Regions from separate parts of the Salmo salar genome. Here region 2 is linked to region 1. The links are chromatin contacts, called in public Hi-C maps. All regions are on one chromosome and are shown on one strand. Each heading gives the region's core, a stretch centred on a gene start, on an enhancer-like site or on the middle of the called end of the contact. The rest is flanking DNA. Distances are from core to core; before and after follow the strand shown. Region 1 holds the start of LOC106560682 (AF4/FMR2 family member 1). Region 2 holds the start of LOC106560613 (28S ribosomal protein S36, mitochondrial).

Region 1 (7,093 bases), core at 3,087-5,586:
GCCATCCTCAGGAAAGGAATTATCAAGGCATCAAGTTAATTGATGAACTCTCCAGGGGAACCTGAAGGGCGATAAATGATAAGGATGTTAACCTCTTACATCTACGTAGATGTGCCGCTAGCAGAACGCCTCGCCAATATCCAATGATAGAGCGTGGCGCGAATTACAAACTCCTCAAAAATCCCAAAACTTCCATTTTTCAAACGTATGACTATTTTACACCATTTTAAAGACAAGACTCTCCTTTATCTAACCACATTGTCCGATTTCAAAAAGGCTTTACAACAAAATCAAAACGTTAGATTATGTCAGGAGAGTACCCAGACAGAAATAATCACACACCCATTTTTCAAGCTAGCATATAATGTCACAAAAACCAAAACCACAGCTAAATGCAGCACTAACCTTTGATGATCTTCATCAGATGACACTCCTAGGACATTATGTTATACAATACATGCATGTTTTGTTCAATCAAGTTCATATTTATATCAAAAACCAGCTTTTTACATTAGCATGTGATGTTCAGAACTAGCATAGCCACCGAAAACTTCCGGTGAATTTACTAAATTACTCACGATAAACGTTGACAAAAAAACATAACAATTATTTTAAGAATTATAGATACAGAACTCCTTTATGCAATTGCAGTGTCCGATTTTAAAATAGCTTTTTGATGAAATCACATTTTGCAATATTCTGAGTAGATAGCCTGGCCATCATGGCTAGCTATTTTGACACCCACCAAGTTTGGCACTCACCAAACTCAGATTTACTATAAGAAAAATTGGATTACCTTTGCTGTTCTTCGTCAGAATGCACTCCCAGGACTTCTACTTCAACACCCAATGTTGTTTTGGTTCCAAATAATCCATAGTTATGTCCAAATAGGTCAGTTTTGTTCTTGTGTTCAAGACACTATCTGAAGGGTGATGTGCCGGCGCATATCGTGACAAAAACATTAAAAATATTCCATTACCGTACTTCGAAGCATGTCAAACGCTGTTTAAAATCTATTTTTATGCGTTTTTTCTCGTAGAATAGCGATAATATTCAGACCGGGAGACCTTGTTTTCATTCAAACACTGAAAATAGAAAAGTCTTCACATGCACGCGCACGCCCGTGTCATTGTTCTCAGAACGACCACTTTCCAAAAGCCCTACTGTTTTTCGCCCAGGGACTGCAGAGTCATCATTCCCCGTTCTGGCGCCTTCTGAGAGCCTATGGGAGCCTTAGAAAATGTCATGTTACAGCAGAGATCCTCTGTTTTCGATAAAGAGGCTATAGAAGGCCAAGAAATGGTCAGAGAGGGCACTTCCTGTATGGAATCTTCTCAGGTTTTGGCCTGCCATATGAGTTCTGTTATACTCACAGACACCATTCAAACAGTTTTAGAAACGTTAGGGTGTTTTCTATCCAAATCAAACAATTATATGCATATTCTAGTTTCTGGGCAGGACTAATAACCAGATTAAATCGGGTACGTTTTTTATCCGGCCGTGAAAATACTGCCCGCTATCCTAAACAGGTTAAGCTTGAATGGGCTAGTGACTGTGACAGCATGGAAAGTGTTCCTTCTGTCCAGGTGGGAAAGGGCAGTGTGGAGTTCGATTGAGATTGCGTCATCTGTGGATCTGTTGGGGCGGTATGCGAATTGGAGTGGGTCTAGGGTATCCGGGAAGATGCCATTGATGTGAGCCATGACCAGCCTTTCATAGCACTTCATGGCTACCGACCTGATTGCTACAGGGCGGTAATCATTTAGGCAAGTTACCTTTGCTTCCTTGGGCACAGGGACAATGATGGTCTGCTTGAAACATGTAGGTATTACAGACTCGGTCAGGGAGAGGTTGAAAATGTCAGTGAAGACACTTGACAGTTGGTTCGCGCATGCTTTGTTAAACTGTTTAAAGGTTTTGTTTACATCGGCTACCGAGAGCGCTATCACACAGTCATCCAGAACAACTGGTGCTCTCATGTATGCTTCAGTACTGCTTGCCTCGAAGCGAGCATAAAAGGCATTCAACTTGTCTGGTAGGCTTGCGTAGAAGAGGAGAGAGTAGTGGTAGAGAACATCTAGGTAGGGGCTGAGTGGGTAGGATTGGAGGAGAGATGGGGAGAAAATTAAACAAAGTAGTGATCAGAGACATAGAGGGGGGTTGCAGTGAGATTAGTAGGCGAACAGCCTCTAGTGAAAATGAGGTCAAGTGTATTGCCTACCTTGTGAGTGGAAGGTGACTGGGAAAGGGTGAAATCAAAATAGGAAAGAAGTGGAAAGAAAGAGGTGGAAAGAAATTAATTTAAGTTAGGTGTTAGGAGGTTATATTCACCCAGTACAATGAGCCATCGTCGGGAAATCAGCTTGTCAAGGTGTCAGGCTCATTGAGGAACTCTCCAAGGGCACCTGGTGGGCGATGGATGACAACAATGTTAAGCTTGAGGGACAAGTGACAGTGACTGTATGGAATTTAAATGAGGACATAGACAGGTGACAGGCGGAAAAGAGAAAATCTCCACTTAGGAGAAATGAGTATCCCTGTGCCACAACTGCTACCACCAGATACTCTCAGACTATGAGAGAACACATAGTCAAATGACAAGAGAGCAGCTGGAGTAGCAGTGTCCTCTGGGGTAATCCATGTCCATGTCTCTGTCAGGGCCAGAAAGTGTAGGGACTGAAGGGCAATATAGACTGAGATGAACTCAGCCTTTTTGACCGCAGGTCGGCAGTTCCAAATGCTGCTGGAGACTAGGAGTTCCACATGGGTTGTATGAGCACAGTACACTAAAGTATAAGGGTTGCAGACATGGGGTGGGGAGTGTCTGTAAACATACAGAGATAAGAGCGAACTGTGATGGGAAGCACACACATACTTGCCAAAAGAGCCAAATGAGATCATCAGAAAATAACTAGGTAAGATACTCAACTGAGTATCTTTAACTCTGTACTGTTGGAAAATACCAGTGAGTAAGCATTTCACTGTTAGTCTATACTTGCTGTTTACAAAGCATGTGAGAAATACCATTTTATTTTATTTACAGGATGGAACTCTCATTCTGAAGGATTCCAAAAATCTGTGACCCAAACATGGAGTGGGGGATTACACCAGCCTTCTGAAAGATCTGGTGAAGGAGAAGATGATGGACAAGAAAAAAAGGAGATACATGGAATATTTTTTGAGTGAATATGGAATGGAGGATTGCACAGAACTTTTGGAAGAGCTTGAGGAGGAAATGGAACAGGATGAGGAGGAGGAATTAAATGTGGTGTCAGGTGCAGTGATGACTGCTGAGAAGAAGTTGAATGTAGTAGTGAGGTGAGGAAGGTGGGCGTCTAGTGCAAAAACAGGGATAGGTGCTCCAGTAGTTCAGAGATGGAACTTGTTGAGCGTGAGGGTGAAGTACCTGCGGCAAGGATCACCAAATTCGGGCCTCGTCCCAAGGATGCTCGTCCCAAGGATGATAAGGATGATTTTGGCCCAGTGGGAGTGAGATTTGTAGAGAGAATGGATCCTTGCTGTTTGGTTGATCTATATGTGGTGTCAGGTTGGGTAGAGGAGAAGTTGGGGACTGTTTTGTTGGTGAAGGTAACTCAGAGTGTGTTTCCTCCGCTCAGAGGGAGAGGGCGCTGCGGATTATGAGATTAGGGACAATAATTGTGCTTTGCTCTCCAGAGCAGGGTGCAGTTGAAAGGAGTTATATCAGTGGAGAAAGTTGTGTGTGTTAGTTGTGGGGGTGATAATGAGGCTGGAGATCGGAGGTGTCCGGTGAGAGAAAGGCAGATTGAGGTTGCCAGGGTTAGAGTAGTACAGAGAGTGTCATATGCCGAAGCAGTGAAGAGAGTGGTAGAGGAAGATGGCTACAGAGTGAAGGATCCTTAGAGGATTCCTGTGAGTAGGCAGAGATCAAGAGAGGGTGATGGGAAGAAAATGTGCTTCAGTAAGGTGTTATTTTTTTAATTTTTTAGCATTTATAGCCATGGTTGTCAGTTGTACTGCAGAAATGGATGGAAAGACAGAAAACAGAGGTTGTGGTGGAAGCGGCAGAGAAGTACTTGGGATTGCTAAAATAAAACAGCTGCAGGGGGTGTTGAGTGGTAGTGATATGTCCTCTCAGACCGTTGGTCTGGAGTAGGACTAGGTAGGGTTAAATAGTGGATGGGTGGTGTTTTTTGTTGTTGTTGAGAGGGCTAGTAGGTGGTAGGGTAATTTGAATTTTCCCCAATTTTGCATTATTGTATCTAAAATATAATGTAGGTAGGGCATGATTGGTCTCACACGCCAGTACAGTAGGTGGCGCTGTATGCACCTAAAAGTAGGATGCGATCCGCCAACCAAATTCCCAAAGAATAATCCGTGACCCGGAAGTACATAGTTATTCTTGCTTGCTTCACAGCGGTCGCTGTTAGCAGATAACGATCAAATAACACATTATTGACAGTTATTTAAAGAATACAATGGTATTTGACTGGTAAACAATGTAATCAAGAGAAGGTTATCCAATCACGGATTGTCAGAAACACATGGCAAGCAACTTGAAATTTAGTTTTTGAGGAGCACCATGGCAGCTCGCTCAAGGTAAGCAGACAACGATAATGTTAGCTAGTCTACGAACTAGCAAGCTAGGTCAATCAATTTAAACAGCACCGCGCGCACACTAAGAAGAGCAGCTAGTCTAAAAGTTGAATTTTGGCATGTTACTTTGATATTTACGTTTGGATGTAGCTAGAGGCTTGTTGTAAAAGTTATCAGTTTAACGTAATAAAACTGCGCTACCATACCGTTTTTGGTGGAATCACCTGGAATTACTGCTCACCACAGCTGTGTAGTGTGTTGTAGTTAGCAAGCTTGTGCCACTTCGAACCAGTTAATCGACGACATCAGTGTGTGTTTATATAACTAACGTTAGGTAGCTAACGTTAGTTAGCTCCCAGCCTTATCGGCTAACGTTAACTTCAAAACATCCCATCGTATTTCAATTAAGTGTAGTTTACTAACAACTATTTTGGATAACACTGTTTAGTAGAATAACTGCCCATTAACGTTAGCTAGCTACGTTATGTAATTTAACGTGTGGTCCTGTGAGTTTAAACGAGCTAACTGTTTCACATGAATGTAGTTGCTAGTTAGACAGCTAGCTCACACTCGTAGTAAGTGTCAGATGGAAATAATTGGTTAGATAAATCGATGCCTAGCTAACTCTTACTGTATCTAGCAGTTCGCATGCTGTAATAGCTAACTACTTTAGCTAACTGTTGTGGATTAACCTGATATTAGCTAATAGCTAGGTACCGTTAACCGTAGTAAAACGTTTTACAGAAAAACTAGTGTAGCTACATTCAATCAAACTTGCTAACCAGGAGATTGAAGATGGCGACTAGTTAGCTACGCCTCCTGCGCATGAACAGCCTTTTACAACGGCCTCAATTGAAAACATTTTCCCAACCGGTTTGTTTTCCAATAAAGCCCATTGCCCCAAACTCAGGGAAAGGAAGGAATGCAAGTTAACATTGTGCCCGTTAATTGTACGTTTCTAGCAATCTTTGAAGATAATCAGCAACTTTGAATATCAGGTTTGAGATGAATAACAAGCGAGGCTCTGTCACTCAGTGTCACAACACTGACCTCAAAACAGGAGTTAATAATATTCACAGAAGTACATCCCTGTTTGTGTTCATGAAAGTTAAATTGGTCTACTGCTTTGGCATTAGACCTGTCTACTGGAAGAAACTATTTTAGCCAGCTGATGTCTGCTCATGAAGCTAAACCTAAAGGTGTGTAGCCCAAGATAACTAGCCTACTAGTTTGGGCTGTGACATACCAGTATCAATGTTTTTCCATGACAAAAACGAAAACATGAAGCAGGAAAGTCCTCCTGTATGTACAATATTGTGTGATATAGTTTGGGAAATAAATAAATGTGACTGTGGATGACATGTTTGTTTCCAACATTAGGACTGTTTTCCTAAAAAGTTAAATCAGATTCATGTTTTGTTTCCTTGCCACAATACTAAGAAGGATGGCAAAATTGGTATAGTGTAGGGATGTGCATCTCTCCTTACAAGCATGATTCAATACACATCTAGATACATGGGCTCTGACACGATGCTGGAACGATACACTTTTATTTTGAACGACGATTCAGTCCGATTTGATTAGTCAGGAGCTGGTGTGTGTGTGAGAGCTGAGCCATAGGACAGGCTGTGCCGCTACCACTTTTAGATTAGGGGGGCAATTTATGTTTTTGGCCCCCCCACTTTTTATCTGAAATCCTCATCACCCACTGAATAACTTGTCATATAGCAGATACAAATATTTTTTGCTCGTAATATGCCAATATTTATCTTTAGAAATTAGCTATGACATAGCCAATTAATACAGTTTTGGATTTCACTTCCATTGTGTTTACCATCAGTGCCTGAAAATCTTTTCACCACCTCCAATCTATATTAGTCTGTGAGTTCTGAGTAGCCTAATGATACAGGGTAACCCACATGTTGACCTTTCTCCATTGCAGGGGAAGGTATGTGTCCCTGCTCCACTCATCTCACAGCCCTTCTCTTTAATGGAGGCTGGTATGCTGCTGTTACAGAAAGCCTTGTGCCTCCTATAAAGCTAAAAGCCTGCCATCATCCCACTTTTGTGGTTTGAAGGAATTTCTTTCCAGACGCCTGCGAAAGTTCTGCCTGTAGGCCTAAGCTAGTATGCAGTTTGCATTTTACTGATGTCATGCAGACATTGGTCTTGTGCAATGTTGTGCTATAGGCCTACATTTTTGTAACTTTAGGCTCATTCTTGCATCCCGTCTGAAAAGCCAGGAACTACACATAAAATCTATAGCCATCCATCTATGGGTTGGATGGCTGTAGAAGTAGGCCTAGCTCTCAGGAATGACCCAGCTAGTCCTCTGCCTAGTGTTTTCATGTGCCTTCCTCGTGTATGACAGGGAGCAGAGATGTAAGTTGAGATGGAGTGAAGAGGGTAATAATTAGTACTACATATTTTCAGCCACAGTGGTGGCTGCATCATGTTATGGGTATGCTTGTAATTGTTAAGGACTGGGGAGTTTTCAGGATAAAACATTTACGTAATG
Region 2 (6,501 bases), core at 2,720-5,219, 460 kb after region 1:
GAAAAAAGAACCTAGAACACAACATAGAAATAAATCAACTATACAAAACCCCCCATTCATGCCCTAACCTACTCTACCATAGAAAGATACAAGCTCTCTATGGTCAGGATGTGACTGACCCACTGGGAATATGATGAAAGAAATAAAAGCTGAAATAAATCCTTCTCTCTAATATTATTCTGACATTTCACAGTCTTAAAATAAAGTGGTGATCCTAACTGACCTAAGACAGGGAATTGTTACTTGAATTAAATGTCAAGAATTGTGAAAAACTGAGTTTAAATGTATTTGGCTAAGGTGTATGTAAACTTCCGTCTAAAGCCGTATACTGAGATCATGTGACACTTAGGTTGTGGACTTTATTTAACTAATTATGTGACTTCTGAAGGTAATTGGTTGCACCAGATCTTATTTAGGGGCTTCATAGCAAAGGGGTTGAATACACATGCACGCACCACTTCTCCGTTTTTTTATTTATTTTTTGAAACAAGTAATTTTGTAATTTTTCTTCACCAATTTGGACTATTTTGTGTATGTCCATTACATGAAATCCAAATAAAAATCCATTTAAATTACAGGTTGTAATGCAACAAAATAGGGAAAATGCCAAGGGGGGTGAATACTTTTGCAAAGCATTGTACATCGACGCTCAAAGCCAGTGGCATGTCATTACTAAATATTGAAAAACGTAAGGGGCCTAGACAGTTGCCCTGGGTAATTCCTGATTCTTCTTGGATTATGTTGGAGAGGCTTTCGTTAAAGAACAGCCTCTGTGTTCTGTTAGACAGGTAACTCTTTATCCACAATTTAAGAGGGGGTGTAAAGCCATAACACATACGTTTTTCCATCAGCAGACTATGATGGATAATGTCAAAAGCCGCGCTGAAGTCTAACAAAACAGCTCTTACAATCTTTTACTCATCAATTACTCTCAGCCAATCATCAGTCACTTGTTGAAAGTCCTTCCCATAAGTGTGCTGAAAGTCTGTTAATTTGTTTGTAGTAAAATAGGATTGTCAAATTTTTTCAAAAAGTTTACTAAGGTTTGGTAACAGGCTGATTGGTTGGCTATTTGAGCCAGTAAAGGGGGCTTTACTATTCATGGGTAGCGGGATTACTTTTGCATCCCGCACACTTTCTAGTAGGCTTAGAATGAGTCAAATAGGAGTGGCAATATCGTCCGCTATTATACTCAGTAATTTTCCATCCAATTGGTCCGACCCCGGTGGCTGGCCATATTTCTTTCACGTCTTCTACACTCACTTTACGGAATTCAAAATTACAATGCTTGTCTTTCATAACTTGATCAGTTATACTTGGATGTGTAGTGTCAGTGTTTGTTTTCATTGGCAAGATTATCAAACTTAGGCATGACATGCCAACAACAATCATTAAAATAGTGTTGTGTTGGCGCTTTGCTGGCATGCATCTAAAAAAATTGGTTGAGTTTTCTCCACCACGATTTACATGCTAAAATCGCAACTGAGCTAGATGTAGTAGGCTAATGTTAATTAGCGTGCTCATTGTTGCCTGTAGTAGACTAACCATAGGTGATTTGATGATGTTGAAATGTTGAAGTTGAAATGGGGCTGGAATAATGGAGGCAGCTCCTGTTTTCTTTGCGACTTACGAGAACTCTCCATGGTTCTAAATCAATATGCTAGTTGTTTAGTAGTGCAAAAAAGTCAGAAACATTAACTTGCTTGACCAGGCTGTAGGTCATGTAACTGTTTGTTACATTCAATATGTTTTGTGGACTTCACCAGACAGAGGTTGCTCTCCGGTTTTGTGATGAAACAAAGGAATGGTTGAATTTATTATTTTATTTATTTATTTTATTTAACCTTGATTTAACTAAGCAAGTCAGTTAAGAACAAATTCTTATTTACAACGACGGCCTACCAAAAGGCCTCCTGCGGGGACGGGGTCTGGGATTAAAAATAATCATGACAAGAGACAACACTACATAAAGAGAGACCTAAGACAACAACATAGCAAGGCAGCAACACATGACAACACAGCATGGTAGCAACACAACATGACAATAACATAGTAGCAACACAACATGGTAGCAGCACAAAACATGGTACAAACATTATTGGGCACAGACAACAGCACAAAGGGCAGGAAGGTAGAGACAACAATACATCCCGCAAAGCAGCCAACTGTCAGTAAGAGTGTCCATGATTGAGTCTTTGAATGAAGAGATTGAGATAAAACTGTCCAGTTTGAGTGTTTGTTGCAGCTCGTTCCAGTCGCTGGCTGCAGCGAACTGAAAAGACGAGCGAACCAGGGATGTGTGCTTTGGGGACCTTTATCAGAATGTCACTGGCAGAATGGGTGTTGTATGTGGAGGATGAGGGCTGCAGTAGGCCTCACTCCCCCCTATCTGAGATGGCTAAGAGGGTTTTATAAATAAGCATCAACCAGCGGGTCTTGCGACGGGTATACAGAGATGACCAGTTTACAGAGGAGTATAGAGTTCAATGATGTGTCCTATAAGGAGCATTGGTGACAAATCTGATGGCCGAATGGTAAAGAACATCTAGTCACTCGAGAGGATCCTTATCTGCCGATATATAAATTATGTCTCTGTAATCTAGCATGGGTAGGATGGTCATCTGAATCAGGGTTAGTTTGGCAGCTGGGGTGAAAGAGGAGCAATTACGATAGAGGAAACCAAGTCTAGATTTAACTGGAGCCTGCAGCTTTGATATGTGCTGAGAGAAGGACAGTGTACCGTCTAGCCATACTCCCAAGTACTTGTATGAGGTGACTATCTCAAGCTCTAAACCCCCAGAGGTAGTAATCACACCTGTGGGGAGAGGGGCATTCTTCTTACCAAACCACATGACCTTTGTTTTGGAGGTGTTCAGAACAAGGTTAAGGGTAGAGAAAGCTTGTTGGACACTAAGAAAGCTTTGTTGTAGAGCGTTTAACACAAAATCCGGGGAGGGGCCAGCTGAGTATAAGACTGTATCATCCAATTTGTAAGTCGCTCTGGATAAGAGCGTCTGCTAAATGACGTAAATGTAAATGTAAATCTGCATATAAAAATGGATGAGAGAGCTTCCTACTGCCTGAGCAATGTTGTTGATGTACATTGAGAAGAGCGTGGGGCCTAGGATCGAGCCTTGGGGTACTCCCTTGGTGACAGGCAGTGGCTGAGACAGCAGATGTTCTGACTTTATGCACTGCCCTCTTTTAGAGAGATAGTTAGCAAACCAGGCCAAAGACCCCTCAGAGACACCAATACTTCTTAGAATGGAATGGTGTACCGTATCAAAAGCTTTGGCCAAGTCAATAAAATAGCAGCACAACATTAGTTAGAATCAAGGGCAATGGTGACATCATTGAGGACCTTTAAGGTTACAATGACACATCCATAACCTGAGCAGAAACCAGATTGCATACCAGAGAGAATATTTTAGACATCAAGATAGCCAGTCAGTTGATTATTGACAAGTTTTTCCAACACTTTTGATAAACAGGGCAAAATAGAAATAGGCATATAACATTTAGGATCAGCTTGATATCCCCCTTTAAATAAAGGACGAACCATGGCTAACTTCCAAGCAATGGGAATCTGTGGAAATCCCACAGCCCCCACACCACTAGAGGGATATCTTCAACCAACAACTTACCATCCTGAGACAAGGCCGAGTATAGCCCACGAAGATCTCTGCCACGGCACAACCCAAGGGGGGGTGCCAGTACTGAATGAAGAGGTTCCCCCCCTTCCAGGTTCCTGAGCCTGTGTAATTCAGGGTAGGAGCGTGAATTTGGTTTGTGTTTATATTTTATAATAAAAAAAATATAAACAAGTAATTAGTGTGATTTGTTCATCCAAAACATCTTTAGTTTTTGGTGTATTTTTATTATCCCGTACAGTAGGTGGCGGCATTACAACTTATGAGTATAGTCGGCCAATAAACCTCAGAGAAGAAGAAGATTACGTGAGGGACTTTTATTTGGAAAATGTCGGAAATTCCGTGACCTGGAAGTACTGTGTTAGCGTTGCTGAAGGTACGATGATGACGCTGGTGAAGAAAGATGGCAGCAGCTGGAAGAGCAATTGTGCAGGTATACAATATTTAAGAATAGAAAAACGTAGATTTGTTGCTTCATTTAGGGTATTGCTTGTGTATCCCACATTCTGTAGCCTATCAATTAATGCGTTAATGTTCGTTCTAGTTCAGTGCATGTCGGTAGACTGTTTGAAAGGGTAGTGCTAGCTAGTTTCATTCACTCATTTCTTACTCGCTCATCATTAATTCATATGATATTTCAAGAAAATGTAAACGCAATATATGAGTAGCCTAACTATGATTTTAATCCACCAGGCTGTGCGCCTTCACTCGCCACTTATAAAGTTTCCTAATCGCCTTAGTGACCCAAGACCCAATGGTAAATTTAAATTCTTCAACTCAAACTGTATATGAGTATGACATGCGACAGGCATCTTGCCTATACTTGAACAAATAGTGTGTAAAAACCATTGGTCACGTGCAGATTTTTGTACAAGTCCAGCACTAACACACATAATATAGCTAATCACCTGCTCATCAAGTTGGTTGAACCAGGTATTAGTGCTGGACTGGAACAAAAGCTACGCACGTTGGGAGAATCTCAATTGGACAAAAGTCAGTCCTCGACTCCTCCCTGACCTGGAGAGTGTCAATGTCAAAAGACGAATGGAGGACTGTCCTCCACCTTGAAACCCCCTTTGAATCAGCTGTTGAATACTCGAAGGAGAAAAGCATGCACATATTTTAAAATGATATGCTACTTATCCTTTTATCTATACTAATTTACACATATTTTGGGATTTCATCACTGTACACATAATTTGCATGATGACACGCAAGTTAAGGAGAGTCTCATTTAATACAAAAACATTTGTTTCCACATTCTCTCCTCCCCTCAGTTACTTTTGATGTTTTTCAAAAGGAAGAGAGGACGGAGGACAGAAGAGTAGAGCAAACCAATTGAGAATGTCCCATAGCCAACCTCTGGGATCAGGGTTGTGACCACCTATACCTATTGTAGCCTGGTGGTTCTAGACAGAGATTGGGTCTCCGTCTAGCAATATAACCCACCGTGCAACTTATTTACCAACCTGTGTTTCTATGCCTTTTTGGCGACGCTTTTCCCACTTTTGTTAGGCATATCTGTGGTCGGTGGACCGTTCTGATAAAGAATGCGTTGTTTGCACGCCGAGGGGTGCCCAGGAAACAATTCAATACAATTGTTAGATGCTACCACCCTCTCTCCTAATCACAACCAAACACGGATGTCAATGTTTGCATGCACATGCTTCATTCTACTTCTTGTCTGCTTCCTGTCTGCGGTAGCATGGTGCTCGTATTACAAGGTTGATTTAGCTAGGACAAACGGGTGTGAAACACAGACAGCTGTGCATGCGAAGTGAAAAGATAACATGAAATCCATGTTTGGTTTTGATTTGGAGGGGGGTGGTAGCATCTAACAATTGGATGTAATTATTTCCTGGGCACTGCTGGACGATCTCCTAATCAGAACCGATTACCCATATTCCTTTAGAAGTGGGTAAAGTATCGCCGCACAGGCAAGGTTCGGCAAATAACTGGCAATATGTTCTAAGACTAGAACTGGGGTCTAAACTGGGCTATACCTATTGTAACCTATTCAGTCCAAGAGGTGCTGAAAATGGGAGTTGCCGCAGCACAGCAGTCCAGTGGTACACATAGTTCACCTATGACCTCTGCACCATCACCCCTGATTCGCCTCCCGGGAACGTCGGATACCGCTGCAACTATCAGAGATCTTCCCCAGAGGTATCGAAGAAGGATAGTTGCTCCAGAGGAGATGGAATACATCCAGGTAAGATATGTACAGTCAACCACAATGGTGTTCAACCCCAGCTTCAGAGTTTAACAATACCACTACAGGTACATGTCATCATAGAAGATATAAATTAAAGTATTTTTCTGCTGTAACAGTCAACAATGTATTCATCTCTTACATTTTTTTTTTTTACAGCGTGGTGGACCAGAGTAACAGACATCTTCACTGATAACCTGCCAAACCATTCTCTGGATATTTGCTCAGTACTGTATAGCTTTTTAGGAGCATATCTGCCAGAGATTCCAATATAAAATGCACAAAGAAACATTTATCTCTAGATCCTGTTGGATCAGATCGCTGAAATGTTTATTTTTATGTTCAAGCAGTGTTGATAACCTCAAATGCTTTTTTGAATGTATTGTGATATGCGATGGGAAGTATGCAGATTCAAGCATTGTCTAGTTTTCTTCTAATAGCCTATGTATTATGCAAAGTAAAGTGAAAAACTGTAAACCCTCCATTGTCATGGCTATCAGTTATCTACCTGATAACAGCTACAGTGCCTTCAGAAAGTATTCTCACCCCTTCACTTTTTCCACATTTTGTTGTTACAGCCTGAATTTAAAATGGATTAAATGGAGATGTTTTCACTGATCTACACAATACCCCATAATG

What was found. Hi-C and Micro-C count contacts between places; a contact is called where the count stands out from the background.
Region 2: a Hi-C map of muscle shows a contact between it and region 1, with 12 times the contacts expected there. The contact joins the promoter of LOC106560613 here to the promoter of LOC106560682 in region 1. A contact is called at or near these places in 3 of 3 Hi-C or Micro-C datasets (blood, gill and muscle).

What each region holds. Positions count from the first base shown.
Region 1 is chrssa01:120,367,068-120,374,160 of Ssal_v3.1, forward strand. LOC106560682 (AF4/FMR2 family member 1) reads left to right here and starts at 4,337. Exons shown (of 19, transcript XM_014123796.2): 1 at 4,337-4,578. The coding sequence starts at 4,562.
Region 2 is chrssa01:120,831,230-120,837,730 of Ssal_v3.1, forward strand. LOC106560613 (28S ribosomal protein S36, mitochondrial) reads left to right here and starts at 3,970. Exons shown (of 4, transcript XM_014123662.2): 1 at 3,970-4,083; 2 at 4,344-4,407; 3 at 5,672-5,862; 4 at 6,022-6,501. The coding sequence starts at 4,054. The coding sequence ends at 6,039.